Linked DNA regions of Sus scrofa: regions 1, 3 and 4 are each linked to region 2. Evidence: chromatin contacts called from public Hi-C and HiChIP or PLAC-seq data. All regions are on one chromosome and are shown on one strand. Each heading gives the region's core, a stretch centred on a gene start, on an enhancer-like site or on the middle of the called end of the contact. The rest is flanking DNA. Distances are from core to core; before and after follow the strand shown. Region 1 holds the start of LCA5 (lebercilin). Region 2 holds the start of PHIP (PH-interacting protein). Region 3 has its middle 75 kb from the start of SH3BGRL2. Region 4 holds the start of SH3BGRL2 (SH3 domain-binding glutamic acid-rich-like protein 2).

Evidence for each region. Hi-C and Micro-C count contacts between places; a contact is called where the count stands out from the background. HiChIP or PLAC-seq counts read pairs in DNA pulled down with a chosen protein or histone mark.
Region 1: a contact with region 2 is called in a Hi-C map of embryonic fibroblasts, with 1.5 times the contacts expected there. The contact joins the promoter of LCA5 here to the promoter of PHIP in region 2. A contact is called at or near these places in 1 of 5 promoter capture datasets (fetal liver), 2 of 47 Hi-C or Micro-C datasets (brain and embryonic fibroblasts) and 2 of 2 datasets of contacts at active chromatin or transcription factors (alveolar macrophages and skeletal muscle).
Region 3: an H3K27ac HiChIP or PLAC-seq map of alveolar macrophages shows a contact between it and region 2. The contact joins the enhancer-like site here to the promoter of PHIP in region 2. A contact is called at or near these places in 1 of 5 promoter capture datasets (liver), 4 of 47 Hi-C or Micro-C datasets (embryonic fibroblasts, epiblast stem cells and fetal skeletal muscle) and 2 of 2 datasets of contacts at active chromatin or transcription factors (alveolar macrophages and skeletal muscle).
Region 4: an H3K27ac HiChIP or PLAC-seq map of alveolar macrophages shows a contact between it and region 2. The contact joins the promoter of SH3BGRL2 here to the promoter of PHIP in region 2. A contact is called at or near these places in 3 of 5 promoter capture datasets (fetal liver, fetal skeletal muscle and liver) and 2 of 2 datasets of contacts at active chromatin or transcription factors (alveolar macrophages and skeletal muscle).

The regions. Positions count from the first base shown.
Region 1 is chr1:86,595,581-86,598,280 of Sscrofa11.1, forward strand. LCA5 (lebercilin) reads left to right here and starts at 1,387. Exons shown (of 8, transcript XM_003121398.6): 1 at 1,387-2,064.
Region 2 is chr1:87,115,482-87,118,181 of Sscrofa11.1, forward strand. PHIP (PH-interacting protein) reads left to right here and starts at 1,403. Exons shown (of 40, transcript XM_021092177.1): 1 at 1,403-1,782; 2 at 1,895-1,953; 3 at 2,081-2,110; 4 at 2,296-2,355. The coding sequence starts at 1,743.
Region 3 is chr1:86,405,001-86,407,700 of Sscrofa11.1, forward strand. No RefSeq gene overlaps it. Among named protein-coding and RNA genes, the nearest start is that of SH3BGRL2, 75 kb to the right of the region's middle. Within about 2 kb of position 1,396, at least 9 of the 83 cell types and tissues checked have an H3K27ac peak or open chromatin away from gene starts, as enhancers often do. A contact at or near this core is called in alveolar macrophages, where this site is marked.
Region 4 is chr1:86,480,396-86,483,095 of Sscrofa11.1, forward strand. It overlaps SH3BGRL2 (SH3 domain-binding glutamic acid-rich-like protein 2), which reads right to left and starts at 1,410. Exons shown (of 5, transcript XR_002344061.1): 1 at 905-1,410.

The sequences.
Region 1 (2,700 bases), core at 137-2,636, 520 kb before region 2:
TATAATTCAGTGGCATTAAGTAAATTCGAATGTTGTATAACCATCACCATTTACTTCCAGAAGGTTTTCATCATCTCAAACAACAATTCTGGAGTTCCCGTTGTGGCTCAGCAGAAATGAATCTGACTAGTATCCGTGAGGATGAGGGTTCGATCCCTGGCCCCACTCAGTGGGTTAATAAGGATCTGGCACTGCTGTGAGCTATGGTGTAGGTCTCAGACCCAGCTCAGATCCCACTGTGCTCTTGTTGTGGTGCAGGCCAGCGGCTGAGGCTCTGATTCAGCCCCTAGCCTGGGAACCTCCATATGCCTCAGGTGCAGCCCTAAAAAGACGAAGGAGGAAGAAAAGAAAAACAAAAAACCCAATTCTGTATCCATTAGACAGTAACTCCCATTCCCTGCCCCCTTCTTTTGTTTCTGGTTATTACCTCTGTTCTATTTTCTGTCTGTATGAGCTTCCTATTTTGGATATTTCATAGGATATTAATGTTTTTTCTCCAAAGCTTACTCACCTCTGGTTATGTTGATCGTTGAGAGGTATACTCTTGTGGTTTTTTTTTTTTAATTGAAATCTAGTTGATGTACAATATTATATGTTACAAGGGTACAATATAATGATTGACAATTTTAAAGGTTATATTCCATTTATAGTTACTATAAAGTATTGGCTATATTCCCTGTGCTGTACAACAAATCCTTGCAGCTTATTTTATTTTATTTTATTTGTCTTTTTAGGGTCATACCCCCAGCATATGGAAGTTCCAGGTTAGGGATCCAGTCGGAGCTGTAGCCACTGGCCTATGCCATAGCCACAGCAACACGGGATCCGAGCTGCGTCTGCGACCTACACCACAGCTCATGGCAACACTGGATCCTTAACCCACTGATCGAACCTGCATCCCCATGGATGCTAGTCAGATTCATTTCAGCTGAGCCACAGCAGGAACTCCATGTTCTTGCTGTTTTTAAAAAATGATTTGTAAGTATTAGCAAAGTGCTAAAAACTGCCACCAGGATGAGATTTTTCTCTTTCCTGAATTCAGAAGGATTTGAAACCAGTTATATAATACTATATCTATAGACCACTGGAGTGATTCCACATACTACTAATATTAAGAGGCCAACATTTTTGGGCAGCACTACTTTGTAAATGTTTTACAGTTTTCTCATGTTTTCCCTAGTGTAATGAAGGTCCTCTATACTTTACTTAGCCTAATACGAATTTCTTATGCAACTGTAGTGAGAAGGCACTTTAAATGATGTCTTTTATAATTTCTTTTCATTTGGAATCACGTTTCTGCAATTATTTTCCTATTGATTTAATTATCAAGAAAAATTTCAGGTGCAGAGATCAAAAGGATTATTTGAATTTACCAAGGCAAAAAAAAAAAAAAAAGGTTTGAAAAAAGGAACAAAGGAAAACAAAAAGCATGTTAATACTTCTTTAATAATTCAAGATTTCAGTGATCTGAAAATATTGGGGGGGAAAATCACCTGAGTAATAAACTGTGCATCATTTGAATGGATTAAAGTTCAAATCACTGCAAAGCGGCTTATTTTTCATCCATCACCATGGATACAAAAGGACAGCTCAAGGGCAGGCATCTGACATCACAAGCATGTCCAGACAGGCCAGGGAGGGGAGCTGCAGCAATGCCACAAGGGACTGGAAGAAAAACCACGAAGGGAGGGGAGGAAGAGGCAGAGGGAAAGGGTCATTGTTAAGACGATGAATCAGAAGTTCAGTTGGGAGGATTAAATAGGGGGAGGCTGAAGGCCAACTGAGAGGCTTGGAGACCAGCAGTTGTTTACACTGACCTTTAAATACCTTCTTAGCCAGAAATAGAGCCAGAGAGAGACTGCTGAAAGAAGGTGTATCAGATCATTTGCTACTCAAATGGCAGTTTCTTTTATGGTCTCCTTATTTTATGTTTAGGCTTTAACTGATGTCCTAAGGCTTTCACCTGCCTGGCTCGCTCACTGAAGCTCCATCGCCAAAGTAGCTGAAGTTAACAACAGCTGGAAAGATCCACTGGGACCAGTACCCATAGGACAGTAGGAAGTGGTAAATATCGAGACGAATGGCTACTATAGATACTAAGCTTTTCTTCATGGACAGATACAATTTTTATTACAGTTTATTTTAATTTTTTTATAAGCTCAAAATTTTGTTTCCTATCAAGAGGCAGTGAATGCATCTTATTCACAGGTTGCTGCCTAGTGTATAGAGACCTTGACTCAGAAACTCTGGGTTTGGAGGTATGCTGGTCAAAGTTCAATAACAGTTTGTTACTGAAAGCCAGTGCCCAAGAGGTGAGCTTGGTGGAAAGGAAAATCTGCTTTATTTTGGAGGCTGGTAACTGGTGGAGAGGGTGGACTCATGTCCAAAGGCTGACTCCCCACCACTGACAATCAGGGGGCAAGAGCTTTTAAAGGGGAGATTCAGGAATGCGTAGGCAGAGGGAGGGGGCTACATGCAGAAACAGCATGGTCAGCTCTGACAGTCATCTTGAAATTGGTCATTGTTAGTCTGAGCAGCATCATCTTGATTGTTTTAAGTACAGTTAGACTTCAGTTCCAGGGTCCATTTGTTCCCATTTCTTTGAGATGAGTTCTCAGAATTGTGGCAGCTTATATCATGGTTACAGTTTGGTCATCATGTAGTTAACTTTTTCCACCTGCTGGGGGTTTCAGTATCTAC
Region 2 (2,700 bases), core at 153-2,652:
CAGTTTGTTATTTAAAATTTTTAAGGAGAATCTTTTGTTAAATGTTAACAAAAGAACGACAATCCTAATTCCCTTTAAAACGCAGTCCTTAAAAAAAAAATCAACTCTCAAGTCTTCTTGAAAAGTGCTTAAATCATCTGGAGATAAATATCACTTGGTGTCCTTGTTTTCTAACAAATGGCTTTTTCCATTGTTTCCATTAATTTCACCCATATTCGTTTTTAAAAAAACAAGGCCCTTATCCTCATCAGCAAAACACAGATGTATGATTTAGCATATAAAACCGGTAATTACATACTCATTTACAAAAGATTAATTTTTTTCTCTTTTTGTCAGTTTTCAAGAAGTCTTCCCGTGATTAACTGTAAACAGGAATGGTTTACACCTCAAATTAGAAGCCATTAATTAGCATGACGAAGTATACACAGATACACAGATAATTTAAATTATTTAATCACTAATCACTTTGGCTAAAGTGTAGTATACTCTCTCATTATCCTTCGGTAGGTTATTGATCTGTCACTATATTCCCTCCCGATCAGTTAGAGACAAATATTAGCGTTCTTTCCTTTCTCTCAGGTTTACACTATTCCTTCTCGTAAACACTTAAGAAAGCTTTAAGGTTCTTTAATCCCAAATCCCTAATTAGCCATTACTAGCCTTTTTGTAACGAAGGGGAAAAAAAAAAGAGTATCTGAAGTACAGACTACGAGTTCGCTTTGCCAATATAACAATAAAAAACCCCACACATTTAAAAAATGTACGGTTAAGGCAATGGCAGTAATAAAAGATATATGCAGAGGTGGCTTCAGCAAATAACGGGCTTGGAAACGCAAGGGCTCAACAAAAAGCCCCTGAACCTCTCCTGCAATATACAGCTCTCCGTTAAATTACACAACACTTTGCCTAGGCTGCAGAAATAACAGGACAAGACTTACACAGATGCCAATCCGCAGCATTTATACACATGCACATGGCCAAGAGACAGAAACCAAACACTATCATTCAACTCGGGCAGGGTGGCGCGATCCCGAGTTTGCCCAGCGTGAGAGTGCTCTATGCGTGTGTGTCTGTGCGCGCGCGTGAGAGTGAGACCCATCCTCGGGGCATTTCCCCTCTCTGGGCAGTTTTGCTTCATTTGTTTCCTATTTCTGCTACATAGAAACTAACTTCCATCTCAGCCTCAGCCAGCGCCACTGAATAGAGCCTGTGCTGCGGCGCCGTGTGCGTCAGATCCCTCCGCAGAGCCGTCGCCGACCCCCCTCCCTCCCGCGATCGGCCTCCACAGAGAAAGCGCCTTGCAGCCAACCGGCGGCTTCGGCTCCGACATCTTCGACTGGAAATAAATAAATAAATAGCACCTCCGGCCGGGAAGCAGCGGGCGGGGGGCTCGCCGCGCCGGGTGCGGGGCGCCGTGGGCGCGGGGTCGGAGGCACTCCTTTTTTTCAGCGCCGGGGGGCGGGGGCGCGGGCAGGACCGGGCTGAGCCCGGGGCCGCGAAGGCGGCGGACTCTTTTCTGCGGCGGAGGGATCCGCGGCGGAGGCGGCGGCGGCTGGAGCCGCTGCCTGAGAGTTGTTGTTTCCTCCTCCTCCTCCTCCGCCTCCGCCGCCGTAGCTTGAATGGTGGAGCCCAGGCTCGGCTCGTGAACACACAGTGACAGCTATAGGGCAGGCGGCGGCACCATCCCCGCTTCCCCTCGGCGGCGGGGTGTCCCGCCGGCGGCCCCGAAGTGACCCATAAACATGTCTTGTGAGAGGAAAGGCCTCTCGGAGCTGCGATCGGGTAAGTCGGGGGGCTGCCGGGGCCGCTGGCACCGGGCGATTCCGCCCGCGGGCCCCCGCCCCCCGCCGCCCGGCCGCTCAGCCTGTGTCTCCGGTCCCTCTCTCCCGCGCAGAGCTCTACTTCCTCATCGCCCGGTTCCTGGAAGATGGACCCTGTCAGCAGGCGGCTCAGGTACGGCGGCGCGCGGGGCGGGCCGGGCGGGCGCTCGCCGCTCGCGGGCGTGGGGGAGGGCGGCGGCGGCGGCGGCGGGGCCGGGCCCGGGGCGCGGGGCTCAGCTCTCCCCGCTTTGTTGTTGCAGGTGCTGATCCGCGAGGTGGCCGAGAAGGAGGTAAGGGCGGCGGCGGCCCGCGCGTCCCGCCGCTGCGCGGCCGCCAGCGGGCCGCTGCGCCGCCGCCGCCGCCGGGGCGCGGGGCGCGGGGCTCGGGGTCCCCGGCGGGGCGGGGGGCAGGCGGGGGAGGGGCGCGGGCGGGCCGGGGCCGGGGGCCGGGCTCACGGGGTGCCCTCTCCCCGCAGCTGCTGCCCCGGCGCACCGACTGGACCGGGAAGGAGCATCCCAGGACCTACCAGAATCTGGTGAGACATTCGCGTCGCGGAGCAAAGAAACTTTTCCCCGAGTCGAATAAAAATTGAATTTCCCGCAATTTTTTACGGAGACAAAAACTTGGCCTCGGAACCTGCAAGCTCCCAAGGCCAGGGGAGGGTTGGGAGGCAGGCGCGGGGGCCGCGGGGGGCAGTGGCCGGGGGGACCCGCACCCCGGGGCCGCAGGGGCTGCCGACAATTTATTTGTGATATTTTGTTAATGTGCTAGAAATAAAGATACGTCATGAGCGTTGTGCAGTGCAAGGCCGGAGGAGGAGGGGCCGGCGCGCGCGGCCGTGCGGGCGCGGGGGCGCGCGCGGCGGCGGCGGCGGCGCGAG
Region 3 (2,700 bases), core at 146-2,645, 710 kb before region 2:
ATCACTCCCGGCTCCTCAAACACTGTAAGACTCCTCACTAACCCCTTCAAGGGGGGTGGGCACAATCCTTGAGGCACTAGCCTGCTGTGTCCCCTCTTTGCCTGGCAATTAACTACATTTTCTATTTCCTCCAGCTCTGTCTCTGAGTTTCCATTTGGTCTCGGTGGACAGAGGCAGCCAACATTTTGGCAACAGTACTGTGGAAAATCTGATGTATTTGCAGGGCCCTATCCCTACCATATTAGAGGTTGGGACTTTATACCTCCTGTGCCCAGCTGGCACAGTGGTGATTTATGAGGTGCTTGTGAAGGACAGGAGACTGCCCTCTCCTCTCAAAGATGTCTGTGTCCTGGTCTCCCACACCTGCTTTACATTGGTAAAGGGGACTTTGCAGATGGAATTCATGACCTTGGAAAGGAGTCTAACCTAGATTATTATCAGTAGGTCCAATGTAATGCCAAGGATCCTTCTAAGGGAAAGGAGGTAGTGTCAGAGTCAGAGAAGGAGACGGAGACGTGAGATGAAAGCAGAGGTCGAGTCACACAGCTTGGAGCTGAGGTTCTGGAAGCTGAAAAAGGCAAGACAATAGTTTTTCTCCAGGAGCCATCAGAAAGGATTGCATCCCTACCAACACCTTGATTTTAGCCTATTTGGGGCTTCTGACTTCCTGAACCCTAAGATACATTTCTGTTGTTTTAAGCCACTAGCTTCCAGTGATGTGTTACAGCAGCAAAAGGAATCTAACACAGTGTGAAATTAATGCTCTTTTGCAACATGAAGAAGAGAAAAATGCCTCTGGGCTCATCTTCTCTGTCTTGTGCTGTTTTTCTCTCCTCTTCCTCCTTGAGCTGCAAGGGGCCTGCCAAGATAACTTTCACACCCACACATGTTTTGCAACCCCCTGCCCTTCTGCTGGCTCAGCTGAGTCAGGGCTGGGAGGGAAATAGGGGCTTCTTTCCAGTTCACTCCACCAAAATGCAAAGTCGCACTTCATTCATCATTTTCTATCACCTACTGGGGCAAGGCTCCTGTGGTTGGTGCTGTGAGCAATCCTATTTGGTCTCTATCTTACTTTTAAGATTCTCTAGAACTCCTTGAGAACTGCAGCAAGGTAAGTTCAAAGGAAACCCCTCTGGCGATCCTCCGCCCTCCACGGGTTTCTCCACCTTCTCCCCCAGGAAGACAGGCCCGCCCACCTCCCTGGAGAACTCAGGTCTCCCCAGTCACAAACCTTCTCCTTCCCCAGGCCTTCATTTCCAATGTAACTTACGTAAATATATACTGAAAAAGGCCTGTTCTGAAAGGTAGATTGCCTTCTCACTGTTATCTTCACCGGTCTTTTCATTGTTATAGTGACGGTTAAAATGCAACACGCAGTTCAGTCTGACTTGCACTCAGCTATCAGGCCTCTAGGTGTCGCCACCACCCAAGTCCTGTTAACCAAGGGCGCCGGTTCTGCACATCCATACTGCTGAACATTTATTTTCCCCAAGATGATCCAGGAAAAATATATGCATATCATATATACTATATATACAATGTATTTTTTTCACAAATATTAAATGTGTAATATACATTTTTGCCCTAGACTTTACACACACACACTTACACACATACATATATATACACATCATAATTTTCCTTCATTCTGTGCCAGCTCTAATTTTCTGTGCAAAATTCAAACTAAGAGTATATGTTGTACCTGGCTACTTGCTAATTTTATTTTGCTCTATTTTCACTGGCACTGGAACTTCTTGGATTTTGCTTGACTATCAGAATGTTCATTAAAGATACACCAAGTTCCGCAGACACAAACAAGAAGTTTTTTCTCCTACAACACGGTGTGGGTGTTTTCCTTTCCTCTGGACCCGCATCCGTTTCTGGAGACTACCATGAGTTGATTTGGTTTTCAAAGCAAGCAGAAAGCAGCCAACACGGAAGAGTGGAGGCTTTTAGACTTCTGGAAATACTTCAAAAGTTCATCAGTTAATCACTTAAAATCACTTAACGTTTCCTTCTTCCCCACTCTGAAATTTTATAGCTTAACAAATGTGAATCTATGGTATTAGGAATCTGAAAGAAGAATGCTGGGTGGGAGAATTCAGAAGAGTTGAAAGGGTGGAAACCCTGCCTTCCAATTCTGCTCCTTTGTGATCTTAGGAAGTTTTTCTCCAAGTCGGACAACCCAGAGCACGTGTCTGTCTTGATTTCAAAACATATAGCCAAGTTTTACAACAATTACCCAGTTCAGTTATACTACTTTCTCTCTTTATTCCGGAATTGCCTCCTTTGTTCCTATGTCTTTATGCTTTGGCATTGCTACTGTTCCTTGTGACTGACTTTGTAATCATTTCGTTTTCTTTCTGGTGATTGCTATAGGTCATAGGCTAGACCAAGGCTTGAATCGAATAACTGGAAAGAACATTCTGTTTAAAGATACTCCTTGCCTCTCTTTATTTAAAACTAAGTAGAACTAAAAATTGAGACAAATTTCCATTAAGATATATGTGTGTGTACACACACAAACACACTCATAAATAAATGGGGGCTTTCCAAATCTTAAATTTCAAATATATAGTCATTTTCTGTTAGCTTTGAATATAATCAAAGCTATTGTTAGGCAAAGAACCTTGACTGTAATCAAGGTTATTGTAAGACAAAAGGAACACGCTGTTTTTATCATCCACCCACTTGCTCTAC
Region 4 (2,700 bases), core at 160-2,659, 640 kb before region 2:
TAGTTTAACTCTTAGTTAAGGTAACCAAATCTTAATAATCATGTAAACACATTGGTCCAGTCTTAATGGGCTATCAAATACATGACTGAATTTTCCTTAAAATCTGACATCCACCTACGTAACTTCTTCCTCCCAAAATTCTTTCTTAAAAAATTCAAGAATATCGACCAAAAAAAAAAAAAAAAAAGCTTAAATAATTAAAGAGACCACAATTTATATATTTCAAGATGAAACTAACTAACATTTCAGGGGGAAAAAAACGCACCAAACGCACCACGTTTACATAGATATAAAAATATAGCACCCTAGGCAAAAAAAAAAAAAAAAAAAGGAGAAAACAAACCAAAAACCCGGGCACGACAGGACAAACCTGGTTGGCCACCCTCTTTTCGCTGGTATAAAACTGAAGAAACGCGCTTGGTGCCGGGTATGGGGTGGGGAGCAATTCCCACTTAAACTTGGTTCACTAGGGAGGCAGGTTAGCAAACCCAGCAGCCTAACAAGCTCCCTAACAAAACATAACCAAGCTGAAATTCCCAAATCGGCAAGAACTAACACCAAGGGAAGTGGGACCCACGAAGCTCTCGCCCTCCCCCCAAATTCCCAAGCCCCACAACTGGAGCTAGGGGCTCCTTGCCGAGTCCATTTCCCCGTCTCCTAGCAGGCCGAGCAGGGTGGGCACGTGGGTGGGTCTGGGGTACCCCATCCACCTCTGCTCCCCGCCCTATTCATTGTTGTCCAAGTGCAGTGGATCACCTGCCGGGCGCGGGCTCCCGCCGCCGGACGCGCCGCGAGCGGAGACTCTCACGGGCAAGCGCCGCGCGCTTCCTGCAGGACCCGCGCCCTACGCCCCTTACCCCAACAGAGCCGACACCGGCCAGCGGCCGGTCCCCTAAGTGCTCACCGCCACGAAGCCCGAGGAGGAGGCGATGAACACGCGGATGACCATCCTCTCGCCGCGCCGGGACAAACCGTCTGTCCCAGCGGGCTCCGGGCAGGCGCGGACGCGGAGGCAGAACTCGACTGAGAGCCGCCGCTGCCGCCTTCGCCACCACCGCCGGGCACAGCACTCGGAGCCGGGACGGTCGCAGGGAACCGGCTCCCTCCCGCCGGGTCCGCAGATGAAAGCTCAGAGCTTCCCGGCCGCCAACCGAGGTAAGGAGGAGGGGGAGGGGTGGGGCGGCAGCGGGCCGCGGAGCGTGCTGGGAGTTGTAGTCCCGGTCCCCTTCCTGAGTGGCGGGTGGACTGAGCTCCTTGCAGCCGCCTGCTTACTGCGCGTGGATCCCGGACCCTCGCGGGTAGAGAAGAACAGCCGAGGCCGGGAAGGAGCTGTGACAGGGGTGGCCGGGATCCTGGCGAGACCAGGGGGAAAAAAAGAAAACTAGGCGAGAATAGCCTGGTTCAAAGTCCAGGGTTGGGTGCTGTGTTGTGATTTACTGGCTTGGAGCATCCCCACCCAGAGACGTCAACAGACACCGTGGAGCCCGCAGAGACCTAAGTCTCCTGGCCGCCTGCGCGCCGTGCGAGCCCCAGGGACCCGCAACCGGCGGGGTGGCGCGGCCGGGCGCCCGGGAGGGGGTGGAGGGGCCGGCGTGGGGGGACGACTGGGCGCTCCTCTGTTTTCCCATAGGCTCTGGAGATTGCACAAGGTGATTGAGGGTAAATGAGCGGAATTCGGTTTTTTGTTGGTTTTTTTTTTTTTTTTTTTTTTTTTTTTGGTAGACGTTGAAAATTAGAAACCCAGGTGAAAGCACAACCGATATTTTATTTTTCTAGCAAACTTGTAATTGTAGTAGAAAAAAACACCAAGCGAAATTAGAATCCTGCTATCAACATCGGGAATCAGGACCCCACCCGCCGCTCCCCCTTCCTTACACAATGGCTTCGCCTTTCTGCACCTAATATTTACAGTTGAGCCAAATCTGTGCCTTTTTCAGACCTGCTGCGCATTCCAGCGCAGTCTCCCAGGAGGATGCTGTTAAATAAAAAGCTTTTATATAGTTGCTAATAGTTTAGGAATAGTTCTTCAGCAAGCGTTTTCTGTTTCACAAAAGCGCAAGCTCTCACAGCTCTGAGAAAAAGAACCAGTTTTCTCTGCATTACTTACTGTATTTACTTTCTTCCTTTCAGCAGGGGAGCTTTGCCAGAGGTCTGGGAACAACGTTAATTAATAGTTTGGGAAGAAAGAAATTAGATGATGAGGTCTCTGGCTCTTTGGTAGATTTCTTGCACAAACGCGAATAGTTTTGAAGCATTTGTTTTTTTAGAGCTATTTTGAATATTTCAAGGGTATAACCTTCCCTATTATTTATTGGAGGTCATTCCATTTTCCTTTTTTTTTTTTAATTTAGTGCAATAACAAGATACAGTCCTAATGGGACTTTATTTCTTCTTCCTGTTCAACCATTTTAAATATAAATTGTGCTGGCTGTAAATCCTCTCTCTGCAAATGTACTTTTATTTGGCTACTGTAAATGCAGAAATATTTATAATTTAAAATAATTTTATTAAGGTAGATACTGTATACTCCATATAAATGCAGTTTATAAAAGTGTAAGTTTTCTTCAGTTTGGAATTATGATGATATGGTTAAATGCAACAAATGAGAACTCAGAGTCTATCCTCTCTGACAGGTACCAGAGCGCATGAAAAGCGCATAAGTCATTTCCTCTGTCAGCAAGAGCATCTATGGACTGCAAA